Regions from separate parts of the Mus musculus genome. Here region 1 is linked to region 2. Evidence: chromatin contacts called from public HiChIP or PLAC-seq data. All regions are on one chromosome and are shown on one strand. Each heading gives the region's core, a stretch centred on a gene start, on an enhancer-like site or on the middle of the called end of the contact. The rest is flanking DNA. Distances are from core to core; before and after follow the strand shown. Region 1 overlaps Ctnnd2 (catenin (cadherin associated protein), delta 2). Region 2 overlaps Ctnnd2 (catenin (cadherin associated protein), delta 2).

The links. HiChIP or PLAC-seq counts read pairs in DNA pulled down with a chosen protein or histone mark.
Region 1: an H3K4me3 HiChIP or PLAC-seq map of bone marrow-derived macrophages shows a contact between it and region 2, with 4 times the contacts expected there. The contact joins two enhancer-like sites. A contact is called at or near these places in 2 of 484 Hi-C or Micro-C datasets (bone marrow-derived dendritic cells and conventional dendritic cells), 1 of 115 datasets of contacts at active chromatin or transcription factors (bone marrow-derived macrophages) and 3 of 9 other capture datasets (adipose tissue, embryonic stem cells and liver).

The regions. Positions count from the first base shown.
Region 1 is chr15:30,645,014-30,650,003 of GRCm38.p6, reverse strand. It overlaps Ctnnd2 (catenin (cadherin associated protein), delta 2), which reads right to left. Exons shown (of 23, transcript NM_008729.3): 7 at 2,680-3,235. Among named protein-coding and RNA genes, the nearest start is that of Gm31841, 35 kb to the left of the region's middle. Within about 2 kb of position 2,998, at least 95 of the 459 cell types and tissues checked have an H3K27ac peak or open chromatin away from gene starts, as enhancers often do. A contact at or near this core is called in bone marrow-derived macrophages, where this site is marked.
Region 2 is chr15:30,518,393-30,523,692 of GRCm38.p6, reverse strand. The region is part of intron 3 of Ctnnd2 (catenin (cadherin associated protein), delta 2); the gene reads right to left. Gm41284 (a long non-coding RNA gene) reads right to left here. Exons shown (of 2, transcript XR_875096.3): 1 at 262-5,300; 2 at 1-210. Among named protein-coding and RNA genes, the nearest start is that of Gm41284, 18 kb to the right of the region's middle. Within about 2 kb of position 3,487, at least 3 of the 459 cell types and tissues checked have an H3K27ac peak or open chromatin away from gene starts, as enhancers often do. A contact at or near this core is called in bone marrow-derived macrophages, where this site is marked.

The DNA.
Region 1 (4,990 bases), core at 1,749-4,248, 130 kb before region 2:
CTGTCCTCTCTGTTTGAGAGGAGTCGGGAACTTTCAGGGGATGTATTGTCTCTAGCAACTGACTTGGTGGTGGTATACAGAGAGAGAACAGCGAAGACCTGAGACCTTAGCTGACAGTGAGCATCTCTATCCTCTACCGATACTTCTGGTTGTCAGTAACAGATCTCCCGATTCACAGCTCTACTGAGACAAAATCTATTCTGTAATCTCAATATATATATATATATATTTTGCCATTTCATTTGGCAAGCCAGGTGGCTCCAAACTTTATGATACTTGGAAGAGATTCAAACACAGGGCATCAGATGCAGGGTATGTAAGCTTGGCTGTCTGTGAGCTCACACATACTATAGTCCATCTCTGATAACTCTCTTTGGCCATGGGTCATGATTTTCCAAATGGAACTCGAGATCTTACTCGAATCCATCCTTCATATACTCTGACAGGATAATTCTGAACTCAAACCCACCAGTGGCAATTTGCATGAAGAAGTCTTTAAATGAATATTTTAACATGTATGTTAAACAAATGAATTCAAACATTTAAAATGTTCACTGCAACTCTAAAATTATGTCTCTTTGATGGCATATTGAATATTTTTTCCTCACTAGGTAGCAAAAATGTAATATGGCAAGAAAATATGAGGAACAGATGGGAATGTCTTGGTCAACTAGAGCTCTCTTTCTGACTGGAGAAGCCTTCACCTCTAACAGAAAGAAATGTGACTGTATACATACCATCAGCACCTGTAGCAGCACCAGCACCACCACCAGCACCAGCACCAGCACCAACACTAACACCAGCAACAGCACTAACACCAATACCAGCACCACCACCAGCACCAACACCAGCACCAGCACTAACACCAGCACCACCACCAACATCAGCACCAGCACCAGTACCAGCACTAACACCAGCACCAGTACCAGCACCAACACCAGCACCAGCACCAACACCAGTACCAACACCAACACCAGCACCAGCACCAGTACCAACACCAATACCAATACCAACACCAGCACCAGTACCAACACTACACCAGCACCAGCACCAACAACAGTACCAACACCAACATCAGCACCAGTACCAGCACCACCAGCAGCACCAGTACCAACATCAGCACCAGCACCCCACCCCGACTGACTGCCATCAAAGCCTTTGAAACATTCTTTGCAGCCCTTAGAATATAAGTCATTTTCAAAATATGCAAGGAATGGTCGCATTCTTGGTAACTGTATTTCCATTCCCTAAACCTTTCCTCAAAATTCTACACGTTCTGCTATCTGGCCACTCTCTGCTTCCCCACAGGTATACAGTGTGACAGCACATGTCTGTCACACATCAGCAGGTGAGGGAAGAGGTGGGACCCCCTCCCTCAACAAACAAACAAACAAACAAACAAACACCACCACCAACAACAAAACCACCCTTCTGTTTTCCACCAGGCAAACACAGAAATGCAATGGGCTTTAGAAGTCTACAGACCCCTAACTCCTTGCATCTTCTCTATGGTGGCTGGGGGATGACCAGGGTGACCTCTCACCCCTCTGATTCTTGGTATGATCTCATAAACATAAAGCTTGTTGCCTGTTTCCTAAGATGCTCTTCAAACTAGTGGCTACCTTAGAAGACATAGCTGGGCATTAATGATTGGCTACCTCCAAAATCCCACTCTCCAGGCACAGCAGTGAGACAGATTATTCTCTGCAAACAAACCGAGCACAGTCCTGTGGGCAGCATATCCCAGCCTGCATCCCACTAAGCCAGCTAACCAGCTAACTAGCTAACTAGTCTTTGCTGGTGATTACTGTGTTTGAATTAAAGAAGTCCTTGGCCACCTGCCTTGTGCCTGTGACAAGTTCCCTTTTTTTTTTTTAATCCTATTTATCTTCACAGTCATCTATTTGTGTCAAGACAAGAAGCATACGAGCACAGCATCTGTTACTAGAGTCACAAAATTACCAAATACTTCTAGAAGGAAAGAAATAGGCGATAAATCCAGATTACATGTCAGGTGTCTTAGGAGGGAGCATTAGTCTTTCAATCACAGTGTCTTGTTTAAACTGAGCATATGGCATTGACAGCACAGTCGCCAGCTCAGCCTGGTCTGTAATAGGGACAGGCACCACAGAAATGTCACCTCTTCTGATTTGGCAGAAGAAAGCAGCCTCTCCAACTCAGACAACCCCCGTCCCCCGCTGAGCCCCTATAATGAAGTAGGTAACCATTGAAGATGCTTCCCGTTGGTTACTTTTACTCTGCTGCTGCTGCTGCTGCTGCAACCTATGTAAATTCAGAATCTGATTTGGGGGGAAAATATATAACTTTTTGTGGCAACTAATACTGATCATACCCACTGGGAGAGCTACTTGATTTCTTTCTGCATGTAAGCAACAGGTCTGTGTGGTCCTACTAAATTAACCTCCTTGCTGGGTTTAAGTCTTCAGACTTTAGGGAGGGACAAGGGAAGGCAGTCAGGTGTTAGAGGCAGACAGACCACATGATAGGCACACCTGAAGAGAGACGCTGACAGTCTTTCCAGACAATCCCTGACAACCCGACAGCCCCGGAATCTGAAAACTGGACCCAAGACATGCCCAGCACTGCTGCTTGGATCCAGTCTCCCTGGTTCCCCGCCAAGCGTCCATGTGAGCCACACCAGAGCGCCCAGCCCCTTACCTGCCAGGCTGCCCGGCCTCTGGAGGGTGGCGGTGGCATACAGCTCCTGCGAATGCTTGCTGTACTGCTCAGACGCGTGGACCAGGCGCTTGGTGGGCGACAGGGTGGCGTAGGTGCCGATGGTGGAGCTCAGCTGGTGGATGGGCGAAGAGGAGATGGTGGACTGCACGGTGGGGGGCGAGGTCACGCGGATCGGGGACAGGCCGGCCGAGGACACGACGATGTTGATGGGCGAGCTGGTGCTGTAGGACTTAGCCAGGCGGCTGGGCGACTGCTTGGGCGAGGAGCCGCGCGGCGCGGCGTAGGCGGCACCCTCGGGGGCCGAGCCTCCGCGCTGCAGCTTGGTGGGTGAGCCGCCCTGCGTGGTGGTCAGCGGGGAGCCCCCGCGCGGCGGCGCGGGCAGCGTGGAGCTGGAGTAGTAGAGCGCCGCGGCGGCGGGCGGCGCGTCGGGCAGGTGGAAGGCGCTGCCCAGGCTGGGCGCGAACGGTTCCCGCGGAGGCGGAGGCGGTGGCGCAGGCTCGGAGCCCGCCAGGTGCCCCGCGCGGCCGGTCGTGCCCTGTGCCGGGAGGGAGAGCAGAGAACAGGCGCGCTCAGAGGTGGAGAAGCAGCCGCCCGCCCGCCCGCCCCGCCCGGCTGCAGAAGACAACTTCTGCGCCCAGGCTACGCGTGGAGAGGGACGCGAACCCACGCCCCAGCACGTTCCCAGCCCGGTTCCTTTCCAAGGAGGGAAAGGAGCGGGTTAGCAGAGGCCCGCTGACAAAGAGGCGAGAGGCATGCGTCTGCTCCGAGTTCCAAGAGGTTTTAGTCACAGGAGAAACATTTAAAGGCCACCCAACCGGTGATCTCTCAGAACGCCCTCTCTCTCTCTCTCTGCTAGCTTTAATGAAAACTCCAGGCATTAAACGCTCCCATTATTCCAGGAGACACACTTTCAGCCACCGAAAACTGACCGAATTGCGTACTTAGACCGGGACATAAAAGATGCACTACTTAGAATTTATTCTGCTGTCTTGCCGTTAAGACTTTTTGGTCAAGAGTTAAACGGAGGGAAAAGTGCTACGTCACGAGAGTAAGCTTGGTTTTTCAGTTAAAAAAAAAAAAAAAAAAAAAAAAACTAGAGGAAACAGATCAATTAAAATTGGAAACACTAAAAGTGCTTCCTTTTCTGGTTATTAAAAGTGTACTCTAGATGTCTCAGAACAACACCTCTGCTGTTGTGTCTTTCGACTGAAAGCCAGTTGCTTTCTTTGACTTACAAGAACACAAAAGACCAGGGCTGGGGTGGAGTTAGAAAGACAGTTTCCTCTAATCTTGCTCAGAGACAAATCTGCATTAGAATGAAAATACCCAATTGTCATCTACTTATGGGCAGAATGACTAGATTCTCCAAGCTTCACCCAGGGCAGGAGAAAGGGTCTGGGGGAGTCCCTGGTGTGAAAAGCTAGTAGCATCTCACACTGTGTGAGAGAGAAGCTGTCATGGAAGGGTATGGAAGGAAGAATGCTGGTTGGGCTGGGAAGAGAGCAAGGAAATGAAGGGAGGGGGGAAGAAGAGCTGATAGATGCTCTCCACAGGAAACTTCCGTTGTACCTCTGCCCTTTGGGGTGGTATTTGGCAAGTGGGAGGCTGGGCACTTTATCTGAGCACACACAGCATTCCAAATTGTCTGGAGAAACACTGAGGATGTACCGAGGAAGCATCAAGATACTGAATTAAGAACAAGTTGGGACTCGGGGAGACATCTTAGTAAAATCTTGTCTCCTAAGCCTGATCCCTGGCACCCACATTTCACTGGGCAAAAGGGGTTAGTGCTACACTGCACTAGGGAGGCAGGCAGTCTGGCTGTTACTGGACAGCCAGTTTAGTCTCTCTTTTAGAGGTCAAGACCAATGAGAGAGACTTTTTTGGGGGCCAAGGGGTGGGGGTGGGGGTGGGGTGGGGTGGGGTAGGGGATGGGAGGGTGGGGTGTTGGGGTGTTGTAGTGTTGATGTACAAAACCCAGGGAGGCTGTCTTCTGACCCCACCCCAACATGAGTAGAACATGTCAATGCACCCTCATGCACGTGTACACAAACACACACTAAGCACAGCATTTTATGAGGGAGACAACTCTTTGCTGAGAGACACTCTCTGTGGGAGGTATATATGTGTATTTCTACTACACACATTTGTTTATATATAATGTATATGTTTAATATAAATTTCATAAGTGCATTACATATCCCAATCTGAACTGGAATTATTTTAAGCTTACCACAAGGTGTGGGATGCGAGCTCCATGCGCTTGCTTACAGGAGTCTCTCTAGCAACC
Region 2 (5,300 bases), core at 2,238-4,737:
TTCTCTGCTGCTGCCATCATACTTTATAAATTCCCACCTGTTTGTTTGTTCATTTTGAATTGATTTATGTAAGGGTGTTGTGGTCAGAGAACACCTTGCAAAAGTCAGTGGGAAGGGGGCACTTCTCCTTCCATTATGTGGACCACAGGAGTTAAACTCAGGTCACCAGCCTTGGTGGGAAGTCTTTCCAGAATACATAGTGAGATGGACCTGTGAAATGGCCTTTAGCTGATGGGCCATCTCACAGGTCCATCTTAAGACCCTCAGTTTTAGAGAAAGGTACCCACACTTCATTTTTAACTCAACCCTGTGAGCTGCATAACTGATCTATCCCCAATTGTATAAATTCTGTCCTTCCTGTTGCTTCTCTCTAGTCTGTCCCTCCACAGAGAAAGTAGAAATGCTTCCTTGGGTTTATACAGTCTGTTCACTAAGGAAAACATGATGAAACAGAAATTCATCCATTAGGGGTTGAGGCAGGGCTAAGTGGTTAGAGCGGTTGCTGCTCTTCCAGAGAACTTGAGTTGGTTCTAAGTACTGTTGTCAGATGTCACTCAGCCACCTGAAATGCTAGCCAAAGGGGATTCATTTTGACCTCCTTAGGGCACCTGCACTTGAGCATTCATTCCCATAAATTATTCCCATAAATTCCCACAAAATTCCATTCACATACACAATTAAAAATATCTGCCTTGTGATTTCCACAAGAATAACTGTACAGTAAGGATCATGAAATTGTCAATATGTAACTCTGTGCAAGGGGCTGCCTGCTCTGACTGCCTGTGACGATGCTAATGTTACATGGACTTGGGCTTGCTCCTTACATTTGGCACATAACTCATTCATTAAGCATCATTTATAAGCATGTGGTGTGGGGGCTCTTCTCTTAGCCTTCATGCAACCACTCTGGGAGGTGGTATTAATAAGAGCAATGGTAGCCCTTTCATTGATGCAGGGATCTCTGCTGACCCAGGATTTCTTCATGGCAGCACGTGTGGTGAGAAAAGGTGAGAAGACAGGGATGACAGGCTACATGAATTAATTACCTTGGCTTTGAATACAAGTAGATGAACCCAACAGATCCTTCAAGCACCCTAACTCAAATGAGGTTTTGTAAAAGTCCTAGATTCCCTCTCCCTTTCTGTTCCTGTGGTCAGAATGAACCTGTCTACTTCCAAAGAGAGAAAACTCCATTCCCACTGCTGCTTTCTCTACGGCGATGTTAGTCTGCACAGGGATGTTCACTGCAGGCATATATGAGTGGGCATGGGCAAACAGACCAGTGTGGGGACTGCAACTCTGCCTGTCTACATCCCAGCCATACATAACACTCACCACACCACAGCCACGTTCTTACAGGTATAGACAGGTCTAGTTACTACTGAGTTAAAATCGACTAATGAAAGATGAGTAGAACATACGCAAAGGCATGATATGGATCAACCCCAACTGGTATTGCTGATTTTGTCCCTGATTTTCTAGCTAATAAATTGAAGAGCATTTTAAGAAGCAATCTATTCTATATTTCTTTATCTAGTGCAGGTTCTTTTCAGATATTTAACAACCCCTAATATTTCTGTAACATTTAATATATGTTAATATCACATTACATAATATAAAAGGCCACATTTAATATTATTATGTATATACCATTAAAGATCCAAAAATGCATTGCCAATCTAATTAGAGAGATACTAAAAAATACATGAAGGCCAAAAACATAGCTCAGTGGGTGAAGGTACTTGACACCAAGCTTGAGTATTTGAGTAAGATAGTTGGGATGACAAGGCAGAAGAGTATAGACTCTTTCAGGTTTTCTTCTGATTTCCCATGTGCACTGTAGAACACACACCAACATAGAGTACATAGATTGGTAAATGTTCTTTTAATCCAAATACATGGTGATACAAAGTATGTAGATGTACTGGCCAGACTAAAGACAAGTACGCATGTGTGCACATATTTGAAATGAATCCCACATCTTGGTTCTAAGAAAATGATCTAGATTTTATGAACTAATGTTTACAAGTACGTATCTTGTTCTAGAAGGAGGTCACTTATCTTACTCTGTTTGTGAGTATTGCCTGTAGGTAGTCACATGGAAGATGCTGTATGACTCAAACTAAATGTGCATGAAAATAACACTAACATTTAAAATTCACTCTGCCTGTGTGCAACTACACAGCTTGCTTCACCTGTGACCAGCCATCAGGTTTAGTTTACTCTCTAAAATGTCTAAAACATTACTTTTTTCTTGTCTTTGAAATGCCATGGTGTGACCTCCAAAGTCAGTGGAGCATAAGTGTGCACAGGCTCTGGCACAAAAGTATGGCGACTGGGATGTCTGTGGGGAACAACGACCTGGAGCCGCCTGACTGAAGACAGGTATATACATAGGCAGTGCTGTCACTAGGACACATATTCAAATACTTTTGGATCTGAAACCATGTGTAAAGACTGGCTGCCAAAGTTTGTTCCACATACTTTTGTACATGAAACAGAATCAGTGACATTTCCTGAAAGGAAAAGCAAGCAAAGGGCCTATAAACACTCACCCTAGTGATCCACACCCACGAAACAAATCCTCTAATGTACAGGAGGTCCCCTAAGCTCTGCTAAGCACTGCGGTCATCATTCTCTGTACTTTCTCAGCACCAGGGACACTGCAGCATGTTGCCTGAGAAATTAGCCCATCCATTTCCTTGTACAATAAAAATGACACAGCAAAGTTAAGGATGTGAGACTCTGCAGACAGAACGAAGCTATATCCTCTTTGTATTGCCAAGAGCTCACTACTGCAGTATGGAAAATCAGGAAGAACGGAATTGTGTCTCAGGTGGAAATCAAGTTTCTGATGTCCTGTAACCAGAAGGGACTCTGCTCCAGGAGGTAGCATGTGTTACTGCATATGGTTATTTAATTGGCACCTAAGAGGGTTCGATCGTATACTCTACAAACATGTTTAGTTGGCTTGTATCATGTTCTGTGTTATAATGCATCTTCAAATTTCTTAGAATTTGAGAATCCCTGACATGAAAACAATCCATAAGTGTGCCATTATGTGAGTGTTGCAATACTACATTGTATGCCTTTTAGTGAATATAGCACTACATTGAGATTTTAAACTACAGTCCTATTTGAATTCTAGCAGAAATGTGTGTGTTGCCTGTAGGGAAAAATCTAAATATTCAAAGGTGCAACTTTTCTGAAAAGGGTTTGAAGTAGCTACAGCATCTATAAAAATCTAATTATGGAACCTTTTACCATAGTGAGTAGAAAGCTTATTAATATTTTAATTCAGTTAAAGCATCTGCCTAACATAAAGTGTAACAGCTACAGAGCAATTCAATAATGAAGAGAAAAAAAAACAGGAAGTGCCCGCACAGTCCTCATTTGTCATTTATATGTAATTATGAGTAATCCCTCTTACAGCACATTATAATCATAAAGGAAGGGCATACTCAACACTTCCATTTAACACAGGGAAGGAAGTCCTGACCGAGGCAATTAGGCACGAGACAGAAATAACAGCATCTAGACAAGAGTGTGCAAGAATAAACGTCTCCCCAACTTACAGTTGATATTATCTTGAAAATAATAAATGCTAAAAGTACAGAAAACAAAGCTCACACTGACAAATCAGGCTCAGCAAACTTTCTGATACCATTATAGAGAAAAAACTATTTTAACATTCCAAAATGAACGCATCCAAAAATAAAGATGAAATATGATTTTTACCCAAACAAGCATCAAAATATTTAAAAGTGGATTTACTAAGGTATGTGTAAATTATTTAGCATGAGAATTTTCATGAAAGTGTTCAAAAATTGAAGACAATCTAGAACAATACAAACACTGATCGTGTCCCTAAACTGGAAAATCCAGTTCTGTAACGATGACAGCACCCATTAAGTAAACCTACAGATGGATTACAATTTCTATGAAAATAGCAGGGATTTCCCCCCATGTTTTTGCAGAAAGTAATAAGCTGGTTGAGAAATGTAAATAGAGACGAAATAATACAGAAAAATTAATAATGTGGCAAAGAAGCCTAAATATGCAAAACTGAAAATTCCAACATTTAAACTTATTAAGGTTTATCTACTTTTTACATATTTATTTATTTATTTTTGGTTTTTTGAGGCAGGGTTTCTCTGTGTAGTCCTGTCTGTCCTGGAACTCATGCTGTAGACCAGGCTGGCCTCAAACTCAGAAATCCGCCTGCCTCTGTCTTCCAAGTGTTGGGATTAAAGGCATGCACCATCACTGCCCGGCCTTATTTTTATTTTTTTAATGTTAATTTTTTATTAGATATTTTCTTCATTTACATTTCAAATGTTATCCCCTTTTCTAGTTTCCTCTCCAAAAGTCCCCTATACCCTCCCCCTGCCCTGCTCCCCAACCTATCAACTCCTGCTTCCTGGCCCTGGCATTCCCCTATAATGGGGCATACAACCTTCACAGGACCAAGGGCCTCTCCTCTTATTGATGACTGACTAGGTCATCCTCTGCTACATACATTTTTATAAACCATTAAATATATAGTTATTTTTACAAAAATTATAAAATGATTTTATGTCAGATGCTTATGTGAATGTACACAGTCAGGCAAGTGTATTATTATAATTACTTTCTAATGTTAAAATGAATTCCAGAATTCTTGATTTTTAATAAGAAGTATTTGACCACTTGTAGATACATTCCCTATGAAATATGTCAATTATACACTAAGACCTGAGCACAAACACACTTAAATCATGTGCCTATCCTATTTCTTAAAATACTGACAATTTCATGTTCAAAATTTGTCTATTTTATATATACTACTAAGAATCTTGGTAGTAAATCTTGGAACAAGAATTTTTTTTTTTTGAGACAGGGTTTCTCTGTGCAGCCCTGGCTGTCCTTGAACTCAGAAATCCTCCTGCCTCTGCCTCCCAAGTTCTGGGATTAAAGGCGTGAGTCACCACTGCCCAGTCAGGAAGAAGAAATTTAAGAAAAGCAAATTCTTGTACCTACCCACACGAAAACTAAACAAAGTAAGCATGCAAAATTACATTAAGAGATTCCTCAGATGGTTTACATTCTTAAATTTCTGATAGTATAGCTCTAGTTTAAGTGATTTTTGTACTCAAGGAAAATCTTCTGAATAAAATAAAGAAAGTATACATATCAAATGTATCCAAACACATGCTCTCATAAATATATACATTACAACACCGAGTAATTAACACATCCGTAACACATACAGTCATAGTTTTCTTTCTACTTTTTGTGTGTACGTAGTAAGAATATGTAGT